Regions from separate parts of the Mus musculus genome. Here region 2 is linked to region 1. The links are chromatin contacts, called in public HiChIP or PLAC-seq maps. All regions are on one chromosome and are shown on one strand. Each heading gives the region's core, a stretch centred on a gene start, on an enhancer-like site or on the middle of the called end of the contact. The rest is flanking DNA. Distances are from core to core; before and after follow the strand shown.

Evidence for each region. HiChIP or PLAC-seq counts read pairs in DNA pulled down with a chosen protein or histone mark.
Region 2: an H3K4me3 HiChIP or PLAC-seq map of embryonic basal ganglia shows a contact between it and region 1, with 5 times the contacts expected there. The contact joins the enhancer-like site here to the promoter of Spata17 in region 1. A contact is called at or near these places in 4 of 39 promoter capture datasets (the 3T3-L1 cell line, cranial neural crest and hippocampal neurons), 1 of 484 Hi-C or Micro-C datasets (Sertoli cells) and 2 of 115 datasets of contacts at active chromatin or transcription factors (embryonic basal ganglia and extraembryonic endoderm stem cells).

The regions. Positions count from the first base shown.
Region 1 is chr1:187,212,234-187,216,995 of GRCm38.p6, reverse strand. Spata17 (spermatogenesis associated 17) reads left to right here and starts at 1,550. Exons shown (of 10, transcript NM_028848.3): 1 at 1,550-1,826. The coding sequence starts at 1,711. It overlaps Gpatch2 (G patch domain containing 2), which reads right to left and starts at 1,485. Exons shown (of 10, transcript NM_026367.4): 1 at 1,320-1,485. The coding sequence starts at 1,372.
Region 2 is chr1:187,963,403-187,968,216 of GRCm38.p6, reverse strand. It overlaps a transcript of Esrrg not described here. Among named protein-coding and RNA genes, the nearest start is that of Esrrg, 32 kb to the left of the region's middle. Within about 2 kb of position 3,201, at least 11 of the 459 cell types and tissues checked have an H3K27ac peak or open chromatin away from gene starts, as enhancers often do. A contact at or near this core is called in embryonic basal ganglia, where this site is marked.

The sequences.
Region 1 (4,762 bases), core at 301-2,800:
ACTAGCACACAAATGACTTCCTTTCTATTAGGACCAGACCAATCTACTGAACACTTCCGTTCCTTACCAGGCTCTGAACATTGAAGCATTAAGTACACTTTAGAGGAAACACCAGGATGTAGGGAAGTTCCTTTATCTTGTTTTCTGTGGTGGTTCCTACCACATGTACAACTGCCAAAGCTAAGAAAAACTAGTGCATTGTGACCTGCGTCTCTTGTTCCAAGCTGAGTGCAACAATTACAATTGCTCATTTAAAAAGCTTCTCCTGGGCTGGTGAGATGGCTCAGTGGGTTAGAGCACCCGACTGCTCTTCCGAAGGTCCAGAGTTCAAATCCCAGCAACCACATGGTGGCTCACAACCATCCGTAACAAGATCTGACTCCCTCTTCTGGTATCCCTGAAGACAGCTACAATGTACTTACATATAATAAATAAATAAATCTTTAAAAAAATAAAAATAAAAATAAAAAAAAAAAATAAAAAGCTTCTCCTAGTATTCTAACTGAAAATCGTGAGAACTTAAAAGCTACAAGAAAAACAACACTGGTTAGAAATGGTCTCTAGAGAGGAACCAAATAAGCCATCTGACCTAAGATATTCTTTTAACTTTTCAGTTATCGGTGATGCTAAACAATCAGACATCACAGCCCACTGGCAGGAACTTTAAAAATCACAGTTCTTGACTTACTGGTCAGATTTTTATGTTTCAAGATGGACCGCAAGACATCTACTTTCTTGTTACACTAACGTTTCTCTGAAAAGCGTTGGAACAAACGGGGGGTGGGGGTGGGGGTGGAGGTTGGGCGACCAGGGTTTTCAACTAGAAAATCCAAAACTGAGCTATCATCTCTGGTACTCAGGGGCACAGGACAACTTTGCCTCTTAAATTTTCTGTACCTGCGAGTCTCCTACAGCAGGGATGTCATTAAAGATCAAGTGTGATTTGCGAAAGCAGTTTGGAAACTTACAGCAGTGGACCAGGGTACCCTAAAGACAAATTCCAACCTGGGGCTACTGGAAAACGCCCCTTTCCCATAAACTAGGACAGAGCCTCCAGGGCGGTGGAAAACTTCTAGGCTTTACACGAACCGAGCTGCGCAGGGAGTACAAGAGCCTGGTGTCTCTGCTACTAAGAAACTTCTGGGACTGGGAATTTCTGTGATCTTGTCAACCACGGAATCTAGTACAATGTGGCCGGTTTGGCAGGGACAACGGGAACGCGGCCTGAAGAAACTTGGTGCACGGCCGTCTCTGACCCGGAGCCCCGCGAGCTGCTCGCCGGCTCGCTCGCCCCGTTCCCAACCGCCCGCCGGGCTCACCAGCTCTTCCCGGCGGCGGTTCCGATCGCTGGGCGCCCGTCGGCCCCAAACATCAACGACACCCGGGAGCGCGGCCTCGAGGCTCAGGCCCGAGGACCGACTCCAACTCCCGCAGCCCCGGCCAATTCCACACAGGACTTCAGCATTTTGAGAGCAACTTCCGGAAGCCGGCTGGAGGCGGAAACCGGAAACCGGAAGCGACCATTCGCTCACCTTAGCCTACCCTGACCCTTCCCATCAGCAGCTCGAAATTCCAGGAGAAAGGGGCGAGTCGACTCAAGTCTGGTCTCACGTGTACAAATCCGATTTCTCTGTCCAGTTGCTTGAAACTGAAACAGAGTGAAAGGAAAGGCCGATAAGTCGGAAGTGACCTTGGTTCAGCCCAGTTGCCATGGAGACTAATAGTAACAATTTTGGTGAACTCCAGGAGTTGAAGGACATGGCTACTTTAGCCAAGCTGCTGGCGCGGGCACCCTTTCTAGAAAGTCAGTACTACTTTAGGAACCGGTGAGTAGTGAAGAGAGGGGTCTCAGAAGATGTTTACTGTTAACAAATTACTTAATTCAGGAAATAATTCTAAATTCTTCTTCTCCCCATGGGGATTCAAACATGATCAGAAGTTTATATATATATATATATATAATCAATCACAAGTGGATTATATATACATTGACAAGTCATTAATAAGTTAATATTCTCTAAGGAAGATCCCAGAATAGAGAATTATTAAGGGCCGCCCTAAATGAAGTAAACCCCGACTGGGGAAACAGGCAGGAGGATGACTGTGAGTCCAGTCCAGCCTGGGCAACACAGAAAATTCAAGGCTGCCCTGGGCAACATTTGGGAGTCTTCCTCAAAATACTGTTTTGTTTTGTGGGGCTTTTTTTTTTTCGACATTTTAAAATAATCACTGAGAAATTTGGTTTGGTGAAACCTATTTTATACAATGTAGGTCTAGTGGCCTAATTAACGTTAACCAGGCTTACCCAGGTAGTTCCATGAATTCAGAATATCAATGTCCAAATGGGAATTTGAGCTTCACTTAATCTCACAAACATCACAGAATTCAATTCATCTGTGATTCATTTGTCCAAGTGAAGTTTCTATACCATTGTGACAAGATAATTGGTACAGTAAATGGGCAAGAGCTAAGGCAGCATTCTCACCCCCCACACCTAAACTTCCTCTCCATGAAAAGGGGACATTGAAACTAGAAGCAATGGCCCAGTGGTTTTCAAAACTTAGAAGGAATCACAAAAAGTACATTACAAAAAGTGTGATAAATTATAGCAGACCAGCAGTGACCAAGTCAGTGTGAGAAAGTCCTGATAAGCTATTCTTATCCTAACATACATCTCAACTATAGTTTTGCTATTTCATCGTGAACCTCTAGCAACTACAGTGATAATTCAATCTTGTAACTTTTGTGAGAAACTATGGATTTTCTTGCTAGAAGTAGGCCAATGTTGCTTTTTTTCTTGCCTCTTAGTTTAACCATTATTTCAGCCTGTACTGTCTTGCTTCCTGAAATGGAATAGCTACAACAGTTATTTAGTGAATAATCACATTACCGAAGCTTCCAATTAATCATCTTTAAATAAGCATAGCCATTGCGCAATGGAATTCTTATACTTAACATTCAGAGATCATATAGTATTCATTTAGAGTTATGTGGCAGGCTCCTGCTTGTTCATGACCTCAGTGTGCAGTGGGGACAAGTTGACTCCTTCATGCTATTGTGGAGCAGACATTGAGAACGGAATTGTGATGCGCTCGCTCTAAGTCAAAACTGAGCTGCTGGTTTCCCTTCTGCTAGCTGGCATCCAGAGGGCCCGAATGTGTTAGGTGGGCTGTTAAAGGAAATAGGTCACTCAGGGATCACACTCAGCTATAGAGCCTGTGTATTTAAATACTGCACTACCTGGGAAGAAGTGTCCCGAGCAGCAGTAGTGGTATAGATATTCTGATCTATAGTGCTACCCACAACAGGACTGATGGCTGCTGGGGTGTGGTCCTCCGCATCAGCCTTCAGTGTAATCCCTTTACACTGTTCTGAATGTGGCCCCATTATCTCCATCACTGGAAAAATTTGTTTCTGACTCATAACAGTTCCTAGAGTGATCTTAATTTAGTAAGTTGATGTGCCTTCAATTTGAACAATCATTGAAGTTCTAATAACATAAATTAATAGCAACTCACTTGTTAATTTGTTTCTTTGACTCTTAACTGTTTCTTGAATTTACTATTAAACCTTTACTTAATTTTATTTTAAAAATTCCTGAATTTTCTTTTATACTTTTACTTAATTTTGATGAAAAAATAATTTTCCCCTAGTAGACAGTGATGTTTTGTATAGAGGTAGAGACGCAGTTCAAATACTTTGTGTTACTTTAACTTTAGTGATAAACTCTTACATGTTTGCTCTAAACTGAACGCTCTAACTGTAAGCTTCATCATCTGTAAATGAAAAACGACAAAGCCTAGAGGTTTATTGGGAAGGGTAAATGATCAGGGTAACAACATTCAGTTGCATAATTATGACAAGAATTCACAGAAAAGTGAAGGATAAAGTACGTACCATCAAACCAGTACATTTTTAAAAGGTGGTTAGTAACTTCACTATATACTGCTGGTTATTGCTTTTCTTTGTAAATTTTAAATTTTCATTTATAAATTTGTCAAAAATCGTTATTGATTCATTTATAGTCTAGATACATATTTATGAAATACATGATTATAAATGTTCAACCCAACCATTTATATAGTTTAATGAGGTGCCTATGTAAAATTTATTCAGATAAAATGATTCAATATTTGCTCTAAACATTATCTTTTGAAAGTTGCTTTTTAGTAATTAATAACAAGGAATATATTTCTAAAGCTAAGTCAGTATCAGACATATTTATAACATAAAAGAGATGGCTCAGTTTCAAAAGCAAATTAATCCTATCTATTCCTGGTGTCCTAAAAGAGAAATTTCAACTTGCCTATCTCTACTCTGCTAGTTCTTGAGGAAAAAAAAACCAAAAACTAAAACTGTAATTTTCACAGGATATGAAAAGGATACCCAGATGTCTTAGTTAAGGTTTTATTGCTATGAACAGACAGCATGACCAAGGTAACTCTTACAAAGGACAGCATTTAATTGCAGCTGGCTTACAAGTTCAGAGGTTTAGTCCATTATCATCAAGGCAAGAGCATGGCAATGTCTAGGTAGACCATGGGGCTGGAGAAACTTAGAGCTCTACATCTTTATCCAAAGGCAGACAGAAAATTTGCTTCCAGGTAGCTAGGGGGAGAGTCCCCAAGCCCACCCCACAGTGACACACTTTTTTCAACAAGGCCACATCTCCTAATAATGTCACTCCCTGGGCAAAGCATACTTAAACCACCACATTCCAGTTCCCTATAGTCTTTTCAAACACCTGAGTCTGTGGGGGCCA
Region 2 (4,814 bases), core at 1,952-4,451, 750 kb before region 1:
CTAAAGAAAACAGATTCTCCTCCCCAGAAGCCATCAGTTGCCAGTAGCTCCTCAGCCAGGGGTGGAATTTGATGAGTTCCTGTCCAATCCACGCTGGTGTTTTGCTAGATTTGATCTTGTGCATGTCTACTTCCTGCAGTCACAGTCACCGTGAGTTCATGTGTACATCATCCCCGTCATGACCGGCCCCATCACATCTGGCAAATATGATCTCACTGCAGATGTCTACTCCCTCTGGTTCCAATGAAAATATTCTCAATGAAATTGTTGTTTTCAAAACTCCACACCAGTGAACAGACTGCAGGAGCTTCTAAATCGCCATCCTCACAGGACACTAGCAAGTTGTATTGCCTCACCTTCAAGGATGAAATTAATCTGAGAATTTGAGTCATGTTTTATCTTCCTCATACCCAGAACACAGTCCTAGATTTCAAAACCTCAAAGGTCAGTTGCTCCAAGTTTACTTTTGCCAAACATAACTTGGGAGCCTTGCCTGACAGTGGGCTGCATGCCCTTAATCCCAGCATTTGGGAGGCAGAGGCAGGCGGCTCTCTGAGTTCGAGGCCAGCCTGGCTTATAGAGTGAGTTCCAGGACAGCCAGGGCTACACAGAGAAACACTGTTTCAAAAACAAAACAAAAACAAACAAACAAACAAAAAAGCCCCAAGCAACCAACCAAACAGCCAAACAACAACAACAAAACACCCCCAAAACATTACTTGGTTGAATGCAAGTTAATGAATTATCCAAGGCCTGTATGGTGCACTTTGCTTTAATTGCCCTCTGTTTTACGAGACAGAGCACCATTATGTTGCCTAGCTAAACTCAAGCGAGCCCTCCATCTCAGCTTCCCTAACGGCAAAGACTATAGATGCAGTGTTGTTAGCTTCTTTATCAGAACACTTAGATATAGAATTCACATCCTGATTATTAGTCATATACACAGATGTGTAAGTCCTATTATATTGACCAGCACATAGTTGTTGGAGACCCTGAAATTTCCTTTATTTACATTTACCTAGTCCAGTCCCTACAGGTCAGAGACGAATGACCCCCAACCCTCCACACGCTTTCAATCCCTGACACCCTATCTTCAGGTCCTAAAACTACTAGGAACTTGATTGGTGAAGACACTTCATAGATGTTTCTAGAACTGAACCTTCTCTCTTAGGTGTATTGATCAGTGACAGACAACAAGGAATCTGGCCCATTTTCCTGCTACAATGTGTTTTCTAGTATACACCAGTCAAAGGCCTTTCTACCTTTCCATGTCAGGGGCTGCTTGACCCTGCAGACTCTAAGAATTCTAGTTAAACGCAGTACTAATAACAGTCTGGAACTGCTGTCCAACCCTGGATGGTTGCAGGTAACAGTGAGTCTAACTTAGACTTCCAAGAGGTTAAGAAAATTAGGTTCTTCCTCTCTTGAACACATAGGGCTCTCAGAATAGGAGTAGCTAAATCCTCCTTCCTTCCAGAGGAAGATTTCCTTTCAGCTCCTTTAAAATTCAAGGTAAGGGAGGTTTGGGGGAGTTGCAAAGCTGACGAACTCAGGTGCTAAAGGATCCAGTACTAACCTTAGCCATTAAAGACTGAGATAAAGACTGTAAGAGCCACAAGCTGAAAACAGAGCCCACCCCAGGTGGCCCCTCATAACTCACCATCCTTAGCATGCTAAAAATGTTCATTGCCAATAAATTTAAATGTAGAACACACCTCAGAGGTTCAATCGGAAGCAAGTGTTAGAGAGTGGACTGACAAAATGTGACCATGAACCTCTTCCTTGTTATGGGTCAGTTTATGCGGTACCCATCGGAGACTCTCTCCATCAGGGTATTCCCAAACGCCTCCCCAGGGTTTGGCTGCAACTTTTCGAGGTGCTCCCTGCTCAGAACAATTCACTAATCCTAACTGTAAACCTTTATTACCATGATCTCCTTCTTCTCCGTCCGCACTCCTCCTCTCTGCTCAGGTTGGGGGAGGGACGATTTGTTTTTCTTCCGTTCCTGGTTATTTATAAGATATCTACTCTAGATTAGTCCTGCTTGAATGACACTCTAAATGGCTCCATTCCCCAGCACTACTCTGCTTCTGAAGGGAGCCTGACAACCCCTACTTAGAGTGTCTTTCATAGAGCACAATGAAGTGTGAACTGCTACGAAATGCTTGTGTTTCAAAACAAACCATCTCAATAATAAGCACTTAAAACACTTTTCATTAATATATTTCTTTGTGGATAAAACAAAAGCTTCATGCAGCAACGTGGCCTTTGACAATTTTTTTTTAAAAAAAAAATAAACACTATTTCAATTTTTAGCTAGACAGAAATAATAAAAATGTGAGCGGGGCTGGTTTGAAATTTTACCCACACACCATCAACGCTGGCTCAAACGGTGCTGTCTCCATCCAAAATATTAAAGCTCAATAAAAATGCAAAGGCAGAAGCATGAATTAGTAAATACAGAAGCCCAGCCTTTCCCTCTCAGCTATTAGCAAATACCTGTGGTTTAGGGAGACACAGTCCTGTGTAATCCTTATCTGAATTCGCAATTAAGACTTCAGAGCCACAGATATCTCCGCAGCTTGGTGCAGCGTTCTGCTCTCTTAATTTTAAATGACTGGCCCCAAATCAAATCAGGCTTCAAATGCATTAAAAAGTACATGTCTAATGTCTAATTGAACTAATAGACAGCATTCTTTACCGCAGATAATGCTTACTGCCCACTATAGCAGTCAGGACTTGGAGACATGCACAAAAGCACAGCATTTCAAAAAATGAATACAGGAAGACAGAAGAAGAAAACGGGGTGGGGGGAGCCTCCTTGGATAACTGTTTATGAACCCATGGTGGTTCAATCCTCAATGTAAATTTAAAACAAGCAAACTTATAATGGTTCGTGGCTACAAGCCTCGTCTCTCGGTCTAAATGGGCTCTGAATTAGATTCCCATTCATCCCTGTTAATTGCCACCTCCACTAGAGCTCTGTGAAGGCCTCTAAACAGAGCACTTCTGAGTGTTCTTTCTCCATCTCTCGTGGGCTTCTCTCAGTTTATCACAAATGAACAATCATGTTGGAAGGGCCTCCGTCTGTTTAATGTCATTAGCGATTGTTTCATAAAACAAACAGCCCCTGCACCATTCGGCAGCCGTTAATCTTACATCTAAATGTGGTGGCACTCAGGGTGCGCCTTAGACCAGCTTGTTCTCACCGTTGCGGGCCTCTTAATCTATTGCAAGTCAAGGCGCTTATCTCTGCTCTGTTCAGAGCAGGGATTTCTTTCTCCAAATACTAAACCGAATGCAGTTAACATTGTGTGTCCAGAATGGCTTTTATTTTTAACCCCTGGGCAATCTCTTTTATTTTTTTTTTAAGTGATTCAAAGCTCTACAGTATGTCATTTATTGGCTGTACTATTTTACAAATATTTCCTCAATAGTGACCAAGTCAAGTTCTTTCACAGGTTGGCGCCAGCAAGGCAGCCTAATCAGTGAGTTTGGGAATCCCGTCGGATAAATGGCTTAGATGGAAAACAGAAACACAGTTACCGACCAGGCAATGATGGGTGCCTGAAAGGTCAATGACTTCAGGGGGATAAAGTCCACTGCAGAGCTGACCTATCCCTCACATGCTGTGCTTGACAGCCAGAGTTTCAGTAATTATATTATTAGTTATATTTATTTTGTCATGTATTATTCTAAGCCTTCATAGAATGTTAATTTTTTTCTACAAATCAGACAAATAACCACTTAAATGATAATATTTTTATCCCCATTTCCAGATAAAGTGAAAAAGGCTTAGAGAGGTGAAGAAACCTTCTTGGAGTTACCCTACCAGCCCAAGGTTGACCCACTATTTAAAACAAAATCTAACTATCATCAAAGACATGCATTCGGGGCTGGGGAGATGGCTCAGTGGTTAAGAGCACTGACTACTCTTCCAGAGGTCCTGAGTTCAATTCCCAGCAACCACATGGTCTTTCACAACCATCAGTAATGGGATCTAATGCCCTCTTCTGGTGTATCTGAAGAAATCAACAGTGTACTCACATACATAAAATAAATAAAATTTTTTAAAAATTCATTTGTCAGAGTACCTTTTAGGATTTGTTATCCTACTAAGATCAAAAGCTACTATTCTAACAACCACATATCCTGGAATTTCCAGGAAATTCTTGTTAAGACTCTCTCTACCTCTCTCAGATAACATACACCACGCTCTTAGCAAGCATTACAAGAGGGGTCATAGGCTAGAGTTCTGAGGCAAAAAGCTATATTTTGCTGCTCAGACCCGAGGGTCATTAGGGTCATTTCCCAGTTAGAACCGGTAAACCTCTCAATTTTCCCACCAGAGGTTAATGGAAAAGGGAATGGTAAGGCCAACTTCTTGAGTGGTTTCCATGGGTGTGGGGGTGGGGGTGGGGGAGAGACCTTTGTGTGTAAGCTACAGCACTGTTCCCCACCAGACCCCCTCAGTACCTCTACCTGACAACTGTTCTTCTGCTGATGTTGTCTTCCATATTTGTAGCCCCATAATACCTAAGAAGCAATACCACAACGCAGTACCCCAAGTATCAAGCCCATTACACTGGGTGGAATAACCAGTCAGTCAGCTGATCAACTGACTATTTATTGAGTGGTATTTATGTTCTGATGATGAGGCTAGGTATCAAATAAAAAGTAGCTCCTGTAGTAATGTGACCACTCTCCATTGCTGACGTAGTTGGTTAGAATCACGAAGGGATACCTCCTTCATTTCCCTCTCCTTTTTTTCCCCAGAGAAATGTTCAGCTGGTCAGAGGGGACAGGCACCTTTA